Regions from separate parts of the Mus musculus genome. Here all the other regions are linked to region 3. The links are chromatin contacts, called in public promoter capture Hi-C maps. All regions are on one chromosome and are shown on one strand. The core of a region is the stretch at or near the end of the contact, and the rest is flanking DNA. Distances in the headings are between cores, read along the strand shown.

The links. Promoter capture Hi-C pulls out the DNA fragments that hold promoters and counts their contacts.
Region 1: a contact with region 3 is called in a promoter capture Hi-C map of liver, with 2.4 times the contacts expected there. The contact joins the promoter of Sesn3 here to the promoter of Med17 in region 3. A contact is called at or near these places in 4 of 39 promoter capture datasets (3T3-L1-derived adipocytes, liver and pre-B cells).
Region 2: a promoter capture Hi-C map of liver shows a contact between it and region 3, with 9 times the contacts expected there. The contact joins the promoter of Fam76b here to the promoter of Med17 in region 3. A contact is called at or near these places in 11 of 39 promoter capture datasets (the 3T3-L1 cell line, 3T3-L1-derived adipocytes, the HPC-7 cell line and 7 more), 4 of 484 Hi-C or Micro-C datasets (CD4 T cells, CD8 T cells, the G1E-ER4 cell line and 1 more), 3 of 115 datasets of contacts at active chromatin or transcription factors (astrocytes, double positive thymocytes and embryonic stem cells) and 3 of 9 other capture datasets (adipose tissue, liver and macrophages).

What each region holds. Positions count from the first base shown.
Region 1 is chr9:14,274,857-14,278,585 of GRCm38.p6, reverse strand. It overlaps Sesn3 (sestrin 3), which reads right to left and starts at 2,285. Exons shown (of 10, transcript NM_030261.4): 1 at 1,957-2,285. The coding sequence starts at 2,034.
Region 2 is chr9:13,825,997-13,829,731 of GRCm38.p6, reverse strand. It overlaps Fam76b (family with sequence similarity 76, member B), which reads right to left and starts at 2,016. Exons shown (of 10, transcript NM_176836.4): 1 at 1,671-2,016; 2 at 908-972; 3 at 1-7. The coding sequence starts at 1,757. Cep57 (centrosomal protein 57) reads left to right here and starts at 2,625. Exons shown (of 11, transcript NM_026665.4): 1 at 2,625-2,876. The coding sequence starts at 2,832.
Region 3 is chr9:15,277,967-15,281,771 of GRCm38.p6, reverse strand. It overlaps Med17 (mediator complex subunit 17), which reads left to right and starts at 1,866. Exons shown (of 12, transcript NM_144933.2): 1 at 1,866-2,222. The coding sequence starts at 1,979.

The sequences.
Region 1 (3,729 bases), core at 1,036-3,535, 1.0 Mb after region 3:
AACTGTGAATGCCCACTTTGCACATACTTCTTATAGTTATGGTTGGAAGTAAGATGGTCTACCTAGGTAAACAGAGATATTAGTTTCTTAAAAAACTGGAAGAAAAACATAAATATGTCAGTAGTGCTAGTGATTCATGACACTAATCAAAGCTCTTTCAAAAGAAAAATAAAAAGGTGCAAAGCTGAGTCTCTATCTCAAGCCAAACAAATGCCATTCATTTTAAATTTTTTATTAAAAATTTTAATGTGGCCGGTCGGTGGTGGTGCACGCCTTTAATCCCAGCACTTGGGAGGCAGAGGCAGGCGGGTTTCTGAGTTTGAGGCCATCCTGGTCTACAAAGTGAGTTCCAGGACAGCCAGGGCTATTCAGAGAAACCCTGTCTCAAAAAAACAAACAAACAAACAAACAAACAAAATCAATGTGCTTCCATTGAAATAGAATCATATCACTTAAATAAATTAGTTATAGCACTGTTCTCCACATTAGGATAAAAACTTCCTTTCATTTTAGCAGGGAGAAAGTTGAATTAAATAGGTTTCACTGGCCCTGTTTCTTCTGACAAAGACAGTTTCAGCTTAAAAATTAAGAAACAATAAGTTTTAAAGCCTCTATTCAGATGCCATGTGGTCCAGCAGTGAAAGAGTTAACATTCAACGTCGCTGAACCAAGCAAGCTTCTGATCCATTCCATTTCTCACAAGCTGCCCTACAATGAGCTGAGCAAGTATCAACTGTAATTTGATCCAGGAGTTTATGGGGAAAAAAATAACTGCACATACTCAACATGCACATTTAATAAAAATCTTTTTTAAGAGAAACATATCCAATAAACACAATTTAAGGCGTATTTAATTGTTTGATTAACTTCAAACCTGCAATTCCTTTGCTTTCCTGACGCTCTCAAATAAAATAGGAGAAAGGAGGGGGAAGAACCAGCTCCACGGCAGGGAAAAGAGGCTTGAAAAACAACTTTGATTGGCACTTGGCCTGACCCACAGAGGAAGAAAAACAGTTTTTGGACAAAGAGCGCAAATATTTGAGCTTGCTTATTTATGTGCTTGCTTGTTTTTCCTAGGACATAAAGAGCAATCCTAAATTGACTGTAGATAGGAAAATTGACAAAAACGGCACCATATTCATCTTAGCTCTCAAATATGCACAGCTCAGCAATTTTAATTCATTGGTGCTGGACAAACAGAAACACCTCACCTAATGATTTCATTTCATGCAATGTAAAAATAAGAGTGTAAAAAAGAAACAGATTATATTAGTCAAGGAGGCTATTCAGATCTTATTAAAACCTCTTCTGCGTCTACAGGGACATTTTGTCATCCTTTCTCTCCCTGCATCCCCATCCCCCACGGGGCGATTAAGCCAAGTAAGCTAAACAATACTGGAGTAAACTTTCTATCAGTCACTCTGGAAAGCAATAAGCCAATCCTGGGTCGGATTTTCTCGATCGACATCGCGGTGGGGGATGATAAGGAGGGCGAACCCAAGTCGTCTTCAGCCTCCACCTCCACCAACCCAAGCTGAAAGCGCTGGAAGATCGAACAGCATTTCCTATGGGTATAAAGTTCAAGATGCCTTCATGGTGCCTTTCGGGACCCACCAAGAGAATGTCAAGAGGCGGTGCCAAGGCACCGTAGGCCTGGCAGAAGCGACCCAGTCGAAGAAAACACCCCCCCAGAGTCAGCCACCGGGGAGAGGCAGCCAGTCTCCTGCAGACCAAACTGGTTGCTGTGATTTCAGGCCAGCCTCCATCCCCAGCCGAGCCGGTTCCTCCCAGCATCCCAGCATCCCTTCAGCCTCGGGGCAGACCCGGCGGCAGCCCAGGGGCCGGGCGCAGGGACCCGCGGGGGGACACTTTGCCTCTCGTCCCCCCTCCCCCGCAAGCGCCGCCCGGACCCGGACCGTGGGGAGCGCCTCGCCGCCGGACGCGGCCGCGCCGTACCTTCCGCAGCACTTTCCGGCAGTTGGTGCAGAGCAGGTAGTTGGCCGAGGCCGACGCGCTGCTGCCACCGCGGTTCATCGCGCCGGAGCCGGGCTGTCACCGCGGCCGCTAGCGAAGGGCTGCTTCAACGTTCTCTTCTCAGGGGGTCGGGCGGCAGCGACGGCGCAGCGGCTGCCCGCGCGAGCTCGGCGGGGACGGCAGCCGCGGCACTCAGCGACCCGTTGTTCCTCCCGCCCCCATCGCCAGACCCCCGCCCCGCCAGCCAGGACGAGCAGCCGCGGCCGTCTCAGCTTCTCAGTGCGGCCCCGCCCCCGAGGCCCGCCGCCTTCAGGGCAGCCGCGCTGGGCACCGCCCCCTCCCGCCAACCAGACGGCACCGGCAACGCCCCCTTCTGCACCCGCATCCAATGAGTGGCTCCGGCCAATCGCGGGAGGCGAGAGCAACACGAATCTCCGGGCAAGTTAAGTTTATCTCCGAGGCTCGATGCTGAAGAGTGACCCTGGGTTAGTTAGGTAGTGGGGTGGGAGGGACTCCAATCTACCAATGAGAAATGGAGGTGTGGTGTATGCAAATTATCAGGAACTCTAGCGCCACCCTCAGGACAAGCCACGCCTCTCTGCAAAAACCGTGCAGAATGGAGAGTGAGATTAAATAGCTGGAAGCTAGAGCTCGCTAGAGGATCTGAGACCTAGCTAAACATTTCCTGATCTCTCGGGAGTGGGCCGGGTGGACGCTAGAACGTTCCTTCCTCCGGGGCAGAGATTCAGCTTTCTCTCCATGGATCTAAATCTAATAGCTGTGAGGAAGACTGCGGTCTTGCAGCACTTTGCTCCCACAGATCTCAAAGAACTTTATGTTCTTTATGCACTCTGTAAATCTGGTACGAAAGACCAACTACCTACGGCTGTAGAGTTAGAAGTCTACACAGCTATTGGAGTTGGAGACCCGGAGACACATCTTTGGTTTAGGGGTTTTTCCCTCTCTCCGACGATCGTTCTCACAGCAAAGAAAGTTCGTTTATCATGAACAAGTCAGAGATTGATACACACACACACACACACACACACACACACACACACACACACACACAAATCCTGTGGGAGGCCTCTGGTTAGAAACTTGCAGAGCACAATCCCTGCCTGTGATGGAAGGTTTTGAGTACGAATTGCCATTTAAAACGATTGGACTGGACCTTCCTCTCTCAAAACTGACAACGGTGAGTCAGGGTTTAGCTTCTATGTTCTGGAGACAGAAGGCATAAGTCACTGAGGAAAGCTCCGGCTGGCCAGATGCCCAACCCAGGCGAGTGAGAGAGCCAGGTACTCCGAGGGGCCAAACACCAACCCCGGACTGCAGACCAGACTCTGGCTGCCTGCTCCCCAGTGAGAACAAAGGCGGTGCAAAGCGAGCACCTGATTGGCTCAGGGTGCTCACCGGTGTCGTGGAGCCCATGATAGGGTGCTTCTGCTACTGGCGCAGAGCACCAAGCTCCCAAGAACTGCAGTTCCCCAGCCGGCCTTGGCGGTGACCACACCGCACTGCGTGCTATGACATCACCTGTTTTCGCTCTTGAGAACCTAATCTGTATTCTCGGCTTCTCGTTTTCTAAAGGTCTCGAGTGTGTCAGGAATTGTGAAGGCCTGCAATTTGTAGAATGTATCTGTGGAGATGGTTTTAAAGAACCGACCCACTGGTTTACTTGTATTGTTTTTCTTGTATTGTTTTTAATTTAACATACTACCCTGTGTTAGGAATTTTGTGTACTATGATGTA
Region 2 (3,735 bases), core at 767-3,266, 1.5 Mb after region 3:
AGTTTTACTGAAAAGGAAATTATTCAGATGATTACACTCATGTAGCTTTCCAGGGTAAGCTAACATATTCTGACCTAAAGTAAATGGTCGAGTCAAAGATTGCACATTGCTTATTCTAATTAACAATGAGTGTCTTCTCAAAAACAGTACTAATTTTAGAATAGTTTTCTGTAAATTTAGTTTTATTAAAGACAAATTTTCCATATATAATTTATGTATTACACAGTGCCTACAGGTCTCAGGACATATGCCCAGGTTAGTCTCTAAGTAGTAATTCTCCTGCCTCCACCTCCAAACACTATGCTTATAGGCACCCAGCTCAGTGCATATTTTCTATAAAGAAGATAAAGCGGAAGCTCTAATGCCTTCCCTCTGGCTCTAATGCTCCCTCACCACCATGACTGCACATCCTCAGCATCAGGGCCCACCGCACTCCCCAGTCCACAGTCTCCACTGTCATGTCCACATACTCAGTAATAAAAGGACTTGTTCTCTTGAGCTTACTCTGTGTCCTCTAAAAGAGGGATTTCCTGTTAAAAACATCTGTGCTAATCACACTGCTTAAGGCAGTGACTTCAGTCTTCCAAGGCAGTTAGTAACACTGTAGCTCTTTCCTCAGGTTAATTAGCAGTTTCCCATTTAAAAAAAAAAAGTTTAAAAGTAATTGCTTATATTTTGACTGTTGGCAGAAGTGTACATTTTCCATCTATCAATTTTATCCCTTATTTTCACATGTAAAACCAGAATTTCTTTAGTTAAATGTCTTCTCTCATACTGTACATAGTAGCTCTAAATTTTAAATTTCAAAAACAAATCAGTTTTTCAAAGCACTTTAACACAAATATTACAACCCCTAATTATTCCTTATACGAATTTGTAACAATGAAAGACTGCTCAGTATACAAACCTCTCCTGCTGAAATTCTGATCTGCAGTAAGTACATTTTACAATAGGATGTGCAATCCGACATTCCTGTAATAAGATAATACATAAGTCAGTATTTATTTCAGAGACCCAATCTCACTCTTTGGTAGAAATTAATCGACTTAGTCAAGTGCCTGAAATGTCAATAAAACCTGGCTGGCAACGTAAACAACTGGGTGACTTATCACATCAGCCGTCAGGCAGAGTATAATTCCATGGGGATATTTTTGTCCTTAGTGGAGGGGGGGGGTGCGGAGGGGGTATATGGAACAGAGAGAAACTAAGGAAGCTGTCAGGACTGACTTCCAGGGGTGGTTTACATGTGAAACTACTAGTTATTTTGTACAATTGCTCACAGACAGCATCCCGGCTTTTATGGGATGGGAGGAGCTCCAAATCAGAGAGCACTCTGTTCCTAAACCAGTCGCTTCGCTTTCCGGGACAGGGAAGCAGAATGCCATCAGCTCTGCAGCTTCGGGTTGCTAGCAAGAAAGTGCAAACACGGGCCCTGCCTCCCAGTGGAAGGAGAGGGCAGTCCCTGCCAAAGCTGGGATGAGAGAGTCTGCACCCAATCTCTGCGACACGGAGGACTGGTGGCCGCTTGGCTCAGCCCCACCCGAGACCGCCAGAAGCGGCCGAGCTAGCCCAACCTGCGAGCAGGCGGGACGCGGTCGACACGGGGCTCGCCCATATAATGCCCGGGCCCTGGCGGGGAGCGGTGCGCTGAACGACCGGCGCCCACCGACCTTGCAGAGCTGTTGGCCCTGCGAGAGCTCCTCGAAGGGGTAGCGCTGCGTGCACTTGGTGCAGGCGTACAAGGCCGACGCCGCCATCCTGCTTTCCGGCTCCTCCGCGCGCGCTCAGGCGGGGCCTCCGGGAACTCGGCTGCCCCGCCCGCGGGCTCTTCTGCTGCTGTGGCCCAGTCCCGGTAACTGCCGGGTCCCCTGCGTCTCCCTCCGCCTCCGCCGCCGTCCCGGGACACCTACTGCCGCCCGCCCCGCCGCTCCCGTTTAGGCCCGGACCGCGGCGGAGGGAGACGAAGCGGGAGCTAGGCGGTGGATTCCGCTTCCTCCTCGGTCTCGCGTCCCTCTCTACGATTGGCTACAGAGAGCCTTACGTCACTAGAAAGCTCCGCCCAGTCCCTGGCCTAGGTTCGGCAGGGAGCGCCCACAAAGAGAGAAAGTACCAACCAATAGGAAGCCGCCGCTCTCAGAGCGCGAAATCCGCTTTGAAAAGATCCCGCCCACAAGCCACGGCCAGTCGTCGTTTGGCTGGTGCGCTTGAGCCCATTGGCCAGGGGGTCCACGAAACGCCGCTTTTTTTCAGTCCTTGGCTTCCATTGGACCATATCCTTAAGCCCCTCCTACTTCTGTTTGTCATTGGCCGAAAGGTCAGTACATCAAATGGAGAAGCAACGCTCTCTGGAGTTTATTCCTGGGATGCTGATGGAGTATGTCAACTTTCCATTCTCCTTTATTCAGCTTCCGTCATCCGCCTCAGCAGGCGCTGAAGGTTCCAGAAGCCCTAGCCTTTGCTTCCTCATCCAGAAAATCCATCCCTTTTCAGACGCTCCCAGAGCCGTCTGTCAACTCAGACGTTGCCGTTCCCGCAGGCTCCGCGATGCGCTACCTTGTGACGTCACCGAGAGAGGAGGCGGGCTCTTCCCTGCCACCAGAAGTTGTCCTCTTTTCTGATTGGTCACTGGAAGGCGTCTATCAAGACGCGTTGCCTTTCCCGTGCGCGCTGAGTGTGGCGTCCTTGTGGTTTGCGAGACCGAGGCTCCTATAGGGTTCGCAGCTCGCCCGCCCCTTCCATCGGGGACTTGGATTCCGCTTGCCCCAGGCGGGCGGCTGTCGAATCCGGAGGAGGAGCTCAAGGACGGCGTCTGGGGTTGCGCAGGTGGGAAGATGGCGGCAGCCTCGGTCTCGGCGGCTTCTGATTCTCAGTTTTCGGTAAGGGGCGGCAATCGCGTGGGTTCCAGGTGGGCCTGTACGGCTCTCCGGGTTGCCTCACTTTTCAGGGGGCCCGCGATCTGGCGTCAGCCCTCGTCCCGCAGGATGGCGGGCTGCCCGAGGCCGCGTGCCACTCCCGGAGGCTGCAACTGTGTTTTCTGGAGCACCTCCTTTTCCACCCTGCGTTCCCTTGTCCTCTCAGCCGGTGCTTTGGAGCGTTGTCCCGAGCCTGGCTGGTGCACTCTCAGGCCCGCTAACACAAAGCTCTGTCGGTCACGTGAGCGTAACGGCCCGTCTCGGAAACTCACTAACAGGTAGGTGTGCAGGTTTGTAGAGTGGCAGCCGCTGAGGCGTCCGTGGTCCCCAGAGTGCGTTTTCGCCCTTGCTGCCGTGCCTCTCTGTTTGTTGCGCGACCCTTGCAGGCGGAGCCCGGGCATTCCCACTTCCCATTACTAGACTCTGTATGGAAAAGTTGCTCTGGAGAAGCGATCGGGAAAATTAAGCCTGCGGGTTTAGTTAGTCACTGATGTTTTAAGAGTGGATTGTGGCGCTCAGTCTTTTGGAAAACGCTCCAATAGGAAGAAATAAGAATTAAATGTGAGAAAACTGGAGTTCTTTTTAGAAATGTTCCTGTACTTAGCCGACCGTTGGTCCTAAAGTTACAGGAAGGAATTGAATAGAAATCCCACTCTGAAGAAGGAGCAAAGCACTGTACTAATTAGATAATTACTGCGCTGCAGGTTTTGATACCAGAGGCGTCTGGGGGAGATTGATTAGCAGTATTAGGGAAGATAGGATCTTGAAAGGAAGATAAGCTAGCTGCGTGTTGAAGGAATTTAAGAGAAGAAAGCACTGCAAG
Region 3 (3,805 bases), core at 617-3,116:
CTTCCAGAGGACCCAAGTCTATTCCCTGCCTCCCACATCAGGCAGCTCCCAACTGACTGTAACTACAGCGCCAGCAATTCCATGGCACCTACACGTGCATGGGAAGAACAGACACACGGAGACACACGTTTACCTGCAGACATTGGACTGCCAAGTGAAAGAATTGGTACTCTTCAGTGTTCAACTGGCTAAGTGCTCTCTGCTCTGCCCTGATGGAAACCCTGGGTAGGCAAGCTTGTTCTCCTCCGTGTCAGACAGCAATGAGTGGTGACAGTGTTGGGGGGCAGGGTGAGAGGTGCACTGTAGAGAAGTGTTTGAGAGCCAGGGCACCTGGTGGGCTGTTCCGACTCTAAACACTGGGCCCAACTAGGGTCACCCAGGAAGCATCTCCTCCAGGAGATGGAATCTCCAAAGCTTTAGTGGCTGCACCAGCACTACCAGCGGGATACAGGCCTGTGGACATTGTCAATAGTAAGTCAGAGGCTTCTGCAGGCTATAGATTCTTCAGCTGTCAGACAGCTATGCTAACGCCTCCATCTACACTTCATTGTGGGAAGCCAGGGCCCAAGGACTTGACAAATGATTTCTAGACAAGGCAAGGTTGTTCAGGAGCCCAAGATTAGACTCAAAGTGGTATCAAAGGCCAGCCTAGTCTACAGAGTGAGTTCCAAGACAGCCAGGGCTACACAGAGAAACTCTTAAAACAAACAAACAGAAAACGAAATGGCTGGACAGAAGTATAGGGGTTAGTACCTATCAAGCTGTGGGGCACTGTTGCCAACCAGCTAATGTTCCTTGCTTTTTCTGGTGCAGCCTGCAGGCTGAAAGTAAGAAAGGCCACTCAGTGAAAGACATTGCTGGACATGACATCCTAACACCATGAGGAAAGGAGAGTGCCTCTTGGTGGACCACCTGAGGAGTAGCCTGCTCATACAACCCAAGACGGGGTATTTGGGCCAATCACAGCCATTTGTTTGGCTAAACACCGGTGTCTTTTGTTTATATGTGTACATGTCTGTGAATGTGTGAGTGTATGCGTGTAAGGGTGGCTGCATGTCTGGAGAGATAGCATAGTCCTCCATTTATCATTAAGCCACCAGTCACAGGTCTGCACAAAGCCCTGGCCCAAGCTGTGCTTACTGGGCCAGGACAATCAGTTGCAATCTTTCGTGTAGGCATATCTGAGTGTTCTTGGAGTGTTTAAGACAGCTGGTGCAGTTTGGATGGTAGTCCTGCTAGCTGTTTGACTCGGTCTTCTTTGCTGGAGGCAGCTCCATCAACAGAGAGACTCAAACAGCTGCGAATTATAGTTAACTACCGTCGACAGTCTTTGTGAGTGCTTACATAAATGTAAAGCCCTTACGTACGTCTTCATCGTTAACTTCACGAATGTAAAGTCACCTAGGGGAAACACCTCTGGGAGTATGTTCCCAGAGAGGTTTAACTAGGAAGTGAAAACCTACCCGGAAAGTGAGTGGACTCATCCCACGGACGGGCTCCCAGACCGAATCAGCGGGAGTGCTGGTGTGTGTGCTGCGTGTCTCAAAAATCAAATAACTAACCAACTAACAAAAAAGCTGCGTGTCTCAATAACTAATCAACAAATTAATCAGGCCAGCAAGAAAGCTATTTCAAAAACCAAGCAACCAATTAAACAAACAAACAAACAAACAAACAAACTACAACGCCCAGCGTATCTACATAAACCCAGCCCACTCCACTTGCACTGCAGCGGCTGAGCCCGGTCAGCCGGAAGTTCCTGGCTCTCACGTGCAACCTACAGGAAATGTCCGGGCAGCTGGCCCTTCGCGCATGCTCATAGTGTTCCGCGAGACGCTGCGCGGAGGATTGTGGGGCAGCAGTGGGTAGTTTGCTTCCTCCCGGCCGCCGCGTCGGGCTTGCGGGAAGCTTGTTCCAGCCTTCCGTGTCGGTGCTGTACTCTGAGTCTCCGGCGAGTCGCCCTCAGGCCGCCGCCAGCATGTCGGGCGTGCGAGCCGTGCGCATCAGCATCGAGTCGGCCTGCGAGAAGCAGGTGCAGGAGGTGGGCCTTGATGGCACCGAGACGTACCTGCAGCCGCTGTCCATGTCGCAGAACCTGGCGCGCCTGGCACAGCGCATCGACTTCAGCCAGGGCTCTGGCTCTGAGGAGGAGGAGGCGGCAGGGCCTGACGGCGATGCGCCGGACTGGGGGGGCGCGGGAGCCGACCAGGACGACGAGGAGGGTGAGGCTTCGCCCTCGTTGCTGGTTCTATCCCAGGGTCTCCCCTAGGGTAAACTGTGTTTTGTGGTGGGTGGCCTTGAGAAGTATTGACAGCAGTGGGAAGGCCGACCCGGTCGGGACTCGGGGTCCTGTTCAGGCCAGGAGAAGAGGCATTCGCTTTTTTTTTTTTTTTTTTTTTTTTTTTTAATAAAGAACAGCTGAAAGCTTTTGGGGGTGATTTTAGGTGGAAACAGGTGATACTTAAAATGACCACTGAAACTTTGAGGTGAATGAATTACAAGAAAACAAAACTGAAGAGGGGGAGTTTGGAGAAGCAACCAGACTAGACTTTGGATTCTCCTTATTATCAAAAAAAACCAAAATTTGAAACCACAGTTTTCGATTTAGTGATGTGACAGAATCGGTTTAAGTGAGGATGTTCGTGTTTAGTGTGGTAATTCGCCAGGCAGAGGCAGTCAGATTAATGAAAAACATGAGCAAATAGACACCATCTCAATAAATAAAGAAAAATTTAAATGTAGTTTTCATAAATTTGACAGAAAGTTAAAACACCTGGGACTGAAGAGATGGCCCAGCAGTTAAGAGTACTGATTGCTCTTCCAGAGGTCCTGAGTTGAATTTCCAGCAACCACATGGTGGTTCACAACCATCTGTAATGGAATCCGATGCCCCCTTCTTTCTGGTGTGTCTGAAGACAGCGTCATTGTACTTACATCCATTAAATAAATAAATAAATCTTTTTTTTTTTTTTTTTTTTTAAATCTTAAACAAGCCCAACATTGTCATTATCCAGTGTTGGAAAGGCATGCCAGCTCAGTAGTTTTAAATGCAAAATTCTAAATGTGTATCACATTTGATCCATGAAATCCCCCACCCACAGAAAGAACTATAGAGCACAGGTATGTATTAAGATCCAGTACTGATGTCATTAGGAACATTTGACCTGTCTATTAAGGGACAGGCTTAAATGGCATGCCTCCTGGCTTCCAAATATCTTGTGGTGTGTGAAAGAGTGACTAGTTCCTGTATGCTGGGTTGAGATATGTCTCAGGAGGGAGGAGAGTTAGGCCTAAGATTAAAAGAAAACTTTTGACTTTCACTCCCTGATCCTTTATCATGAACTCCTTAGAGTGAGCATTTATTAAAAATTGATTAAAAGAAGCCGGGCACTCGGGAGGCAGAGAGACAGGCCGATTTCTGAGGTCAAGGCCAGCCTGGTCTACAAAGTGAGTTCCGGGACAGCCAGGGCTACACAGAGAAACAAAAACAAAAACGAAACAAAAAAATTGGTTAAAAGAAAGGTATAGCTGAGCAGTGTTGGCTCATGCCTTTAATCCCAAAACCCTGTCTCAGGGGTGGGGGGGTGGGGTGGGGGGAAGGTCTATTCGTGCAGCCAATGGTAATGCTGGTGTTGTAGGCCATTTGGGGCTTTGCCTGTTGTTTTATAGTTCAGGAATGTTGGAAGTTCAAGTTCTAAATGTTGGAAGGAAACAGGTTATTTTAAAGGCTTTTGTGGGGATGGGGGATATAGTTTAGTGCTTATCTGGGATGAATGAAGCCCTAGGTTTAGAAAGATTCGAGTGC